Regions from separate parts of the Rattus norvegicus genome. Here region 1 is linked to region 2. Evidence: chromatin contacts called from public Hi-C data. All regions are on one chromosome and are shown on one strand. The core of a region is the stretch at or near the end of the contact, and the rest is flanking DNA. Distances in the headings are between cores, read along the strand shown.

Evidence for each region. A called contact is a pair of places that touch in the nucleus more often than the background predicts.
Region 1: a contact with region 2 is called in a Hi-C map of liver, with 2.7 times the contacts expected there. The contact joins two enhancer-like sites. A contact is called at or near these places in 5 of 12 Hi-C or Micro-C datasets (the A7r5 cell line, the Rat2 cell line, Schwann cells and 2 more).

Annotation. Positions count from the first base shown.
Region 1 is chr6:16,449,185-16,454,747 of GRCr8, reverse strand. No RefSeq gene overlaps it. Among named protein-coding and RNA genes, the nearest start is that of Trnai-uau2, 130 kb to the left of the region's middle. Within about 2 kb of position 1,252, at least 19 of the 93 cell types and tissues checked have an H3K27ac peak or open chromatin away from gene starts, as enhancers often do. A contact at or near this core is called in liver, where this site is marked.
Region 2 is chr6:16,399,538-16,405,216 of GRCr8, reverse strand. The region is part of intron 2 of LOC134479316 (a long non-coding RNA gene); the gene reads right to left. Among named protein-coding and RNA genes, the nearest start is that of Zfp36l2, 160 kb to the right of the region's middle. Within about 2 kb of position 4,301, at least 26 of the 93 cell types and tissues checked have an H3K27ac peak or open chromatin away from gene starts, as enhancers often do. A contact at or near this core is called in liver, where this site is marked.

The sequences.
Region 1 (5,563 bases), core at 3-2,502, 53 kb before region 2:
AAATGGAGCTGAGGAACTTGAGAGAAGGCCCATGCAGGCACACAGGCACAATCTGGGGTCAGAAAGGCAAGCGGTGACCCCCTTCCCATAGGAAGAGGCTGTCTTGTAAAGTCAGGGTTGAGTGCTCTGTTCAGGGACGTGTACTGGTGCTGACATCCACAGTGCCCTGGGAGTTACATAAGGCTCTCAGGTCCAGCCACCCTTGTTGAAGTGGGGGTAGAGCTAGGGCAGCCTCTCTTGATGGCGTGCCTTCTTAGCTCTGTCACATAAAGTAGGCCCAGCAGGTAAAGGGTGGAGGAGGAACCAGACGTCTCACGGTGGTGTGCAAGGTGTACTTTTATATGAACCCCTGCTGAGTCCCTCTCCCCAGGAAGCAGCTTTGGATATCAAGCGAAGGTTGGGGAAAGTCTTTGAATGAATTGGGGCTCCCTAAAGAGGGGCGGAGGTTTTTTAATAGACAGAAACAGTCCCAAGGAGCTGGAGAGACATGGCTCAGTTGGTAAAATGCTTGACTAATAAGCATGAAGTCCCTGGGTTCTACTAAGAATGCTACAGAACCTGCAGCCTGGGAAGGGTAATGCTTGGAGGGTGGAGGCAGGAGAATCAGAAGTTCAAGGTTAGCCTGGGGTTCACATGATTCCCATTATGGGTGAGAGTCAAAAACAGCAGAAAAACAAAAAACAATATCAGGTTGAAACTGTCTTGAACACTGCAGATCTCCACCAGCAGAAGGAGACCGAAGGTACTGCTTCTGGTGCTGGCTTGGCCCTGTTCACACAGATCTCCAATTTGCTGCGTAGACTGGATTTATTTTTATCTGTGGGTCTCTCCTCCACCAAAGAGTGTAAGTTGCTTATCTCTGTGGACTCCCGACTCCTGCTCAGGGACCAACACAAACATCCTGGTGCTGAATAATTACTGACAGATGAAGGGCTCAGCCACAACTCTATCAAATACCAAAAGTGGGTGTGGGTAGGATGGGGGGCGGTCGGTCCCCACCATCTTCCTAGCAGAGCCACACCCTTCTTGGCTTTTATCCCTAATGAATCTAGGTTCACAAACCCTAGGGATCCCTCTGTCTGTCGAGCAACACATTTGGCCAGTGAAAGAGCTGAAGCCCAGAGAAGTTAAGAGATCGTCCCAAGGACACACTGTGAGGAATTGACAGAGTCAGGCTAAGAACTCAGGCTTCCTGGCTGCCCCACTGCCCAGGCGATGTGAGCTGCGCTCTCTCGGTTCCCTTCCCCACCCTATGGAGTGCGGGAGTTGGGTTGGGTGGGGCTGGCCAGAGGGAGACTTGAGGCTTGGCTTGGGCCAGGCCGCTCATGGAAATTGGACCGTTTTCCTGGGGCGGAAATGAGAAACAGATGTGACTCCGAGAGAGCTGGGGTGCAGACTCCTGCTGTGTTGGGGGCTCGGGTTACAGAAGGGACATGTGACTGTGGTTATAGAAACTGCCTGAAACCCCAAAACTGAGGTCTAGCCTGGGCCTGGGAAGGTAAGCTCCCTCCCTGAACTCTCCATTTTCTGGTATCTCTGAGAGCCTGAAGCAGACAGTAGAATAGGAAGCTGGGGGTGGGGGGTGGGGGTGGGGGTGGGTGCAGGACGCGACCCCAGCTGCTGTGGCTGCTCACCCCACTTTGGATGTCGTCAAATCTGCTTCTCAACGCAGAGCTGAGCCCCTGTACCCTACATGTTCCCTAAGGAGGGTGCCCAGAAAGGCCAAAGCTGTCCCACAGAGGAGCCGTCCCAAAGCCTAGGCCTGGCTGGAGAGCTTTAGAGCATCTGCATTGCATGTCTGCAATCTCGCACAATAACGTCCTGAGTCGCCAGTCTGCCCCCAACCTTTAGAGTGAAGGGGTGACCCTGCACACAGCACCTGATTGTTCTTGGGAAGCCCCAGGTGGTGGGACCATGTCAGAGGGCTTCACCTAGTGAGGACTGTGGTGACTGGGAGTGGGGGATGGGACAAAGCCAGACACCAGAGCAAGGCTCCCAAGTAGGCAGAGAGCCCAGAATGATTGAGCAGTACATGATACTCTTCGTGAAAATCTGATCTGATCTGATCTGCCTAGGTCCCCAAACCTCACACTTGGTCAAAAAAGCACCTTGTTCAATGACATACTCACACATTCATAGGTGTGTTTGCACACCCACCCACGTGGACACTAGCATTAAGCCCTGAAGATCCAGAGATGACAAGGCACGATATTCCTTCTCCAGGACCTCCTTGCACAGTACAGAGTTCATTCCAGCACCCTTCACACTGCCACAGTGAAATGGGTGTTTGCAGGGGACACGGACTTTATAGGCAAAACGTGACAGGCACAGTGACTCTAAGACAGTGGCTCTACCCCAGTGGATCTAACGCAGTGACCCGCCTGTAAGCTAAGCACTAGGGAGGCAGATAGGAGGAGTAATGAAGGCAAACCCAGTCTGGCCAGCCAAGGCCACATAGTGAGAGTCTGTGTAAAAACACACCAGGCTGAGCATGATTGTGTACACCTGCAATACCAGCACTTAGGAAGCTGAGACAGGAGGATTACAGTGAGTTTGAGGTTAGTCAGGCCAACCTGGATGAGAACATGAAATCCAGTGTTGGGTGGGGGAGGGAAGAAAATAAAAAAATTAAAAGTATGTTTGGATGGTGGTGTGTACCTCGGAAAGAGAGATTAAACCAGGTGTGTGGGGAGGGGTATTGGTCACTTTTCTAATTGCCATGAGGAGGGGTATTGGTCACTCTTCTAATTGCCGTGATAGAAGCAACCTGGTGGTGGTGGTGGTGGGGTAACCTTGGCTCACAGTTCAGAGAGAACTGTCCCTCAGTGAAGGCAGAGCATGGCAGAGTCCACCCAGCAAGGCAGGATCTTGCCGTGCCTTCTCCCATTATGACAACTAGGAAGCAGAGAGCTGGGAGCCAGGACCAGAGGCAACTGTTACTTTGAAGGTCTCAAGTGTCCCACTCCTGAGAGGTAGCTCTGGAAATGACAAAGGGATCCACAATGTCCCAAACAACTCGAACGGTTAGGGACCAAGTGATCAAACACACAAGCCTGCAGGAGGAGATCGAGGGTCAAGGAAGTAGTGTCTCAGTGCTGCGGTCCCCAAGTCAGGAAGGGAGGGGAGACTGTGGCAAAGCATTGGAGTTGAAATGGGGTGTCTAGGGAGTGTGCAAAGGCCCAGAGTCAGGAGCAGCAACAAGGAGGCATCAAGAAAGAGAGCATAGGGGTGGGCCTTTAGCTGTTGCTTTGAGCGGATGATACCAAAGAGGTTTCGATTTGTAAGTTTTTTAAAATTTATGTTTGTGTATGCATGCCACATGTGTGTGGGTTTTCATGAACAGAAGAAGCTATTGGGTTTTCTGGAGCTGAAGTCACAGGCAGTTGTGAATTACATAATGTGGGTGCTGGGAACTAAACTTGAGTCCTCTGGAAGAGTAGCACGTATGCTCAGACACACACATGTATGTACACACATGCACACACTCACACACACACAAACATATACACATACACACACATACACACACTCACACACACATACACCACACGCACATACACACACTCTCACACATACACACACACTCACACACAGACACACACACTCACACACACTCACACACACCCAATACATCATACACACATACACACACATACACCACACACACATACACACTCTCTCTCACACACATACACACACTCTCTCACACACAGACAAACATACCCTATACACACACACTCACACACAGACACATATACTCACACATACACACACTATACACACACACTCACACACACTTACACACACACACACAATCTTGTATAGTGCAGCCTGGTCTTGGACTTACAATGTAACCAAGAACGACTCTGAACTTTTGATTCCTAACTCCTGTGTACAGGAATTGTGAGACTGCACTACCGCACCCAGTTTATTTCGTGCTGGCCTCAAACCCAGGGCTTCATGCTTGCCAGGAAAGCACTCTACCAACTGCCCTACATTTTCAAAGGACCACTGGGGCTGTTAAGTCCCTATAAACTAAAGCTAGCAAGGACAATGAAGAGTCAGGGGACAGTTATGACAGTTATGGCAAGACCCCTGGTCCTACTGCCAGGAGGCAACAGTGGGGACTGTGGATGTTCTGGGAGAGAAATCATACAAGGTTTCATGGTAACGAAGAAGGGGCTGATTAACTCTGACTCAGGACCTTTTCCCATGGGAAGTGACTCAGGCAGTGTCATGGAAGATGAGAAGCTGACAGTGCTCCAGAGAGCCACAACCTTTTTCACTGCCTGGCTGTGACAAGTGACTGGGCTGAGATGAGGAGGGACCTCTAGATGCAGCCAAGCATCTGATAGCATGAGGTGGTTTGGCCAAAGAAGCCAGGGCTGCTGGGGATCCAGGAAGGCGCATCTTGTGGGCACTAGCAGTTCATGAAGAAGCTAGAACCCATGAGGCCGCCTGTCCAGCTAACACCAGGTCCTGGCTACCAGGAAGGAGCTGGAAGGAGATGGAGACAGAAGCAGATGGGAAGGAGCCACAGTGTGCCTGGGAGTGCTGGGGCTGAGGGGTAGCGCTGGAGGAGGGAGGTATTGGAAGCCTCCGGTGGAGGAGCAGTCTAGCACATGTGCTTGGGGTTGTCAGGAAGGGGACCAGGTGGCTCTGTGGACAAATATAAGTCGGCAAGCCTGGGCAGAATTGGAGACAACTTTGAAAAATAGGGTGATGGAACAGGTGATGGAGTCCAGCAAAAGACTCTCAAAGTTGCTGCTCATGTGTGCGTGTACACACACACACACACACACACACACACACACACACATTCATACACACTCACACACATTCATACACACAGACTCACATACACACATTCACACACACACTCTCTCACACACATTCACACACACTCTCTTACACATTCACACACACTCTCTTACACATTCACACACACACTCTCTTACACACACATTCATACACACACTCACACACATTCACACACACTCTCTCACACACACATTCACACACACCCTCTCACACACACATTCACACACACTCTCTCACACACACACATTCACACACACACTCTCTCACACACATATTCATACACACACACTCACACACACATTCACACACATACATTCACACACACACTCTCACACACACACTCTCTCACACACTCACTCTCACACACACACTCTCTCACACACATACACACACACTCACACACACATTCACACACACATTCACACACATACATTCACACACACACTCTCACACACACTCTCTCACACACACACTACACTCACACACACACTACACTCACATACACACACACTACACTTACACACACATACACACACATAAAATACACTCAAATACTCACACATACACGGGGCGGGGGGAGAGAAAGAGAGAATAATGAATCATTTTAAAGGATGTGAGAATGTGAGAGTGATACAAGGAAACGGAGACACTGGTGTTCTGCATCCACACTGTAGAGGGTGGTTTTCCTAGCCGTGGTAGTCCAGTTAGCTATGAGGTGCTTGGCTACAGGCTTCTCCGGGTG
Region 2 (5,679 bases), core at 3,052-5,551:
GTGTACTCGTTGGTTGGTGGTTTAGTCCCTGGGAGCTCTGGGGGGGTTCTGGTTGTTTGATATTATTGTTCTCCCTATGGGGTTGCAAACCCCTTCAGCTCCTTCAGTCCTTTCTCTAACTCCTCCATTGGGGTCCCCGTGCTCAGTCTGATGGTTAGCTGCAGGCATCTTCATCAGTATCAGTAAGGCTCTGGCAGAGCCTCTCAGGAGACATCCATATCAGGCTCCTGTCAGCAAGCACTTCTTGGCATCAAAGATACGTAACTTAATCAAGCTCTTAAATTTCCTGTTGAGTGAGGATAACACTTTGCACAGACCTTAAGGTTGAGCTTCAGTGTTCAGCCTTGTGCAGCAGAGGCCCCTTCCTGAGCATTGGTTTTCCTCATGTTGCTTCAGGGTTGGTCTTGCAGCTCTGACGCTAAGATGAGGACCTTTTTCCTCCAGTTAAATGGGCTTCTCCTTTGCTCCCTGCTCAGAGCAGTCTCTGGAGCTCACATTGCTTCCTTTCGGTCACTAGAAGTGAGAGTTCTTGACCCTGCCTTGAGCACCAGGAGGCCGTGCCCCATGTAGGGACCCTCCACCCCCAAAGAGTTTACCCTCCTCAACCCCTGTGTAGTTTAGGATCTTAGTTCTAACTTTCTCAGCCGCTGGCCTTTCTTGCCCATCCATTGTTTGGGAAGAATCCTGGAGAGGTGTGCAGGAGAGGAAGAAGCCAGGGCAGACACCCCCTCTTAATACTGTTCTCAGTGCCTTGGTCTCCTGGGGCCCCACCATCGCTGGTCTCAGCACTGTACTGACTCTCCCTAGAGGACCCAAGAGCCCTGGCGGCCTTGTGAGTTGCTAAGGCATCCAAAGGGCTGAGGGAGGTGGTGCCATGCTTTAAGCCTAGAAACACTAGAATTTGGGGGCCACGGCACGAGATGCAGCCATGGCTTAGTTCATGCTGTTCCCACTGCCTCGTGTCTCCCCATTCTGTTATTTCTGACATACGAGCCACCTCTTGCAGAAAGTGTCCTATCTAGTCAAAGGGAGCTAAAGTTCCTTGATGCTTCCAGAACAGTGGAATGGCTCCCTGTGTCCAGAACAGGCACTGGTTCCAATCTACAGATAGATCCCCTGCTTTGGAGGGGCTCCGAGCAGGAGAGGCTTGGCTCAGCCTGCCCTTCCAAAAGAACCTCTCACCTTATGTGACAGTTGGTTTTAAAGCCAGCTTACCACGACCTGGAATCATGGAAAAGGGAGTCTCAGTCGAGGACTATCAAGGTCAGGTTGGCCTGAGGAGCATGTGTGTGGGCTCTGTCAGGAGTTGAGTAAAGAAGGCTGACTGAGATGGGCATTTATCTGCCCCCTAACCCCCGCCTCTCTTGGCTGTGGGTGTGGCATTTATGCTCCCTGGTACCAGGGACTCCCCCTGTACTGGCTGGTTTTGTGTGTCAACTTGACACAAGCTGGAGTTATCACAGAAAAGGAGCCTCAGTTGTGGAAATGCCTCCAGGAGACCCAGCTGTAAGGCATTTTCTCAACTAGTGATCAAGAGGGGAGGACCCAGTCCCTTGTGGGTGGTGCTGTCCCTGGGCTGGTGGTCCTGGGTTCTATAAGAAAGCAAGCTGAGCAAGCTGCGGAAGCAAGCCAGTAAGTAACATCCCTCCATGGCCTCTCCATCAGCTTCTGCTTCCTGACCTGCTTGAGTTCCAGTCCTGACTTCCTTTGGTGATGAACAGCAACGTGTGTGTACATTTGTGTACTCAGGCATGCAGAGGCCAGAGGTCATGGTGTGTGTGTGCTATTTGTGTGTGAGTATGGTCATGCACATGCCACAGAGAACCTGTAGAGATCGGAGGACAACTTTCAGGAGTGAGTTTTCTCCTTCTCCCTTTTTGAGATGGGGTTCTATTGTTCTGCAGTGGGCTCCAGGATGGCTGTGCTTGAGAGCTTCTGTGTGATTCTCCTACTTCTTCCTCTCACCTCAGTAGAGGAATGCTGGGTTTATATATAGAGGCAAGCAACCATGTAGATGCATGTGAGTGTACCTGGCTTTCTCACACAGATTGCAGGGATCAAACTCAGGTTGTCAGGCCGTGTATCGAACACTTACTTGGTGGAGTTACCAGCTCAGCCCCACCTTGATTTTGAGGTCTCTCATTGGCTCAGAGCTCACTCAAACAGGCTAGATTGCACAAACCTATTTGGGTGCAATTTTCACTTTTCTCTGCTTCTTTAGTTCTGGAATTACAAGCATGTGACAGCACATCCGGCTTTCTAAAATGAACATTGGTGATCAGATTGAGGTACCAATGTGTATACAGGAAGCACTTTGCTGACTAAGCTATCTGTCTAGTCCGAATTCTGTGCTTTTGGGGGAGGGGACTCACCATGCAGCTGTGGGCAGCCTGGAACTCTGTAGAGAAGCCTGCCTCTGCCTCCAACTGCTGAGATTAAAGATGCACCATTGTGCCCACCCCGCTTCTGCTAGGGCTCGCCTAGGCATGCCTTCTCTGCACAGAAAGCGCCTTGGAGGTTCCTTTAGTGTAGAGTTAGGGACGTCTGAGACAGAGGATACACCAGACACCTGGAGGCAGGAAGTATATGTACAAATATCACAATCTGGCCTCAGACTGGCCTGGTTCCTAAGAGCACTGGGGCTTCACGATGTTGAGAGAAAGGCTCTGGGTCTTGGCTGTGTGTGTGGTCATTTCCTTCTCTGGAAAATCAGGACAATAGCTGGACACCCCTCCTAGGATTGTCTCAGAGACTAAGAAAGATGAGACCCGGGGTCCTGACAGACATGCAGTATTAATTAAGAATTACTGCCACGTCATCGCTTCCGGCTCCAGCCTCTTGCTTACTTTTCAGGGTCCGGAATCAGGAACAAAATCTGATTGAAAAGAGTCACTCCCACTCAGTTCAAGACTCCCAGAGATTCTAACTGATCAGGCAGAGACGCTCTGGCTAGTTTTATATCAACTCGACACAAGCTAAGGAGGGAACCTCGGGTGAGAAAACACCTCCATGAGATCCAGCTGTGGAGCATTTTCTTAGTGATCAATGGGGTAAGACCCAGCCCATTGTGGGTGGTTCCATACTTGGGCTGGTGGTCCTGGATTTTATAGAGCAGGCTGTGCAAGCTATAAGGAGTAAATCAGGAATCAGTGCCCTCCATAGCCTCTGTATCAGCTCCTGCCACCAGGTTCCTGCCCTGCTTGAGTTCCTGTCCTGACTTCCTTTGATGATGAACAGCATGTGGAGTGTAAGCCAAATAGACCCTTTCCTCCCCAACTTCCTTTTGGCCATGGTGTTTTATCACGGCAGTAAGAAGTCACTAAAAAGTGTTCCAGAAGTCTTTATTAGAGTATATATTTTAGATATTTTGAGCTGGGTAAATAGATTGATTGGTAGAGTCTTGCCTTTTGCTGGGGGGGGCACAGATTGATTGGTAGAGTCTTGCTTTGCATTCAAGAAACCCTGCATTCAATTCCCAGCACCTCATATACCAGGCATGGTAGCCAGCACTTGGGAGGTGGAGACAGGAGGATCAGAAGTTCAAGGTCATCCTCAGCTATGTCATATATGACATTCTGTCTATAAATAATTAATAAACAAGCCTCCTAGGTGGCCCTGGAATTTAGACAGCTTTGGAAACCACCAGAATAAATGATGCAAGGGTTTTATTTTAATCAAAACCAGCTGTGTCCTCCAACTGGTACCTGCCACTAGTCATTGCAAGTAAGGCCACCGTTTAACACAGAGAGGCTACCATTCCTCCAGACAGCCCCAGTGTCAGGGGAAGGGACAACAACACCCTAGTCCCCTCCTGCAGCTGCCTCAGTATTGTGGCCAATGGAGCTCACCATGAAATTGGTTCTCCATACCTCCCAAAGCCAGACCAGGAGGCATCTGGCAGATGTTGTGGATCCCACCAGAGGAGAGGCCTTCGAGAGCCAAGGGAATCCAGCCACTCCCTCCACCCAGCCCAGGTTTCTGCCAAATCCTGTGCCCTTCCCTCCTACCGGGACACTTCATTTGGCCTAAGGAAGCTCCTGGCTCCTTCATTTCCCAAATTAAGCCAAGGCTGTCAGCTGAGGTGTGGGGGATGGCCACGGCTGGTCCCTTGAAGCCTGGAACAGAGTCTTTCTGGAGGAATCCGAGTGCAAGAGGAAAGTAAAGATATGAAGAAGTCGGGGAGGCCACTGGTGAGATGGGGGGCGGGTCTGACCCGGCCTCTGGTGACCTGGCCTTGATCCCCACAGGGAAAGTGCCTCAGGCAGTGAGGACTGAGGAAGAGGAAGGGCACAGAAAGACAGCATCAACCTCCACTAAGGACTCGGGACTGTTGACGTGGGAGAGACAGGCCGGCTCAGCCTTGGTCTGGCTCTGGTCCACAGTGAGGAGGAAATGGTTTTCACTAAAAAACAAAGTTGAAAAACAGTTTGCTGAAGGGGAATGAAAGAGGAAAGGGGGAAAGGGAGGGGAGGGAGGGCTCGCCCAAACTGTCTGCTCATCACAATCACCTGGGCAGCTGCTAAAAACGCAGATTCCGAAGCCCATGCCAAGTCAGTAAAATGTTATTCTTGGTAGCCTGGCTTTCTCTTCCTTACGGTTTAAAGACATAGACTCAACTTAACCAGCTTGGAAGACCTGGTGCTGGGTGTGCCAAGGTGAAGGGCTGGCTCATAGTCCTTAAGGAAATGCCAAACCAGAGAGACCCAACGAACTCAGGGGAAAACTCCTAAAAAAATACTCACTCCTCCCCAGCCAGTCTAGGGCTCCCCTGTGCTTGCCTTCTGTCATTTGAGTTCCCAGAGAAGGGTCTCCAGGACTCTGCTAACACCTTCCTCTTGTCCCTGTGGGAGGCTCAGGCCTTCCCATCCTGCAGTCCCATCCTGCAGTCCCAGCCTAGTAGGTCTCCTAACAGAGGACCTGCCCTGCAGCCACACTGATTTTAGCCCATCAACACCGGTGTGGACCCATAGCCTCCAAAGAGAGCACATGCATGCTGTTTTCAGCCGCCTGCCTTACAGAGCCCTGTGAACCCGACTCCAATAGGCTCCCCACCTCACCAACCAGCACCAGGGACTCCAGGGTCCCCACAGTCCCTCACCACCCAGCCTTCTTCTGAGCCTCTCTAGACCCCTCAAACATATTTCCAATGTTCCTCACAGCTCCCTTATGACTGATCAGTCAATATACTGTCCTCTCCTCTCTGATGCCACTGTGCTGTGGTCATGTGGTCAGGGTTCTGTTTTCTTCTGTTATATCGACCCCTTTCCAGACATGGTTCCAAAGTGAGGCTTGGTACTCCACACCCTGACTCCCAGCAGTAGGAGGCTCTCCATGTGCCTTCCTGGCCTTTCTGAGGAGACCTAGGTCACCTGCTCATCCCTCACCCCATACATCACCCTTCCAGGAATTCCTCTCTGACTGTCATGCCATTTGCTCAGTGCTTGACACATAGTAGGCATTCAAAAAGCATAAGAAGTCATTGGATCCCCAGGGCTTTAATGTCAGGAATGAATTAACCCACGGACGGTTTCCAATTGGATGGCACTCTGGAAAGGTGGCGGAAGCTATGGAGGTGGGGCCTGGATGGAGGAAGTGAATTACAGTTTCCCATTCATTCCCACAGGGCTACTTTCACACTTCACTCAAACCTCCGAACAAATGTCAGCCCATCTAATAGTT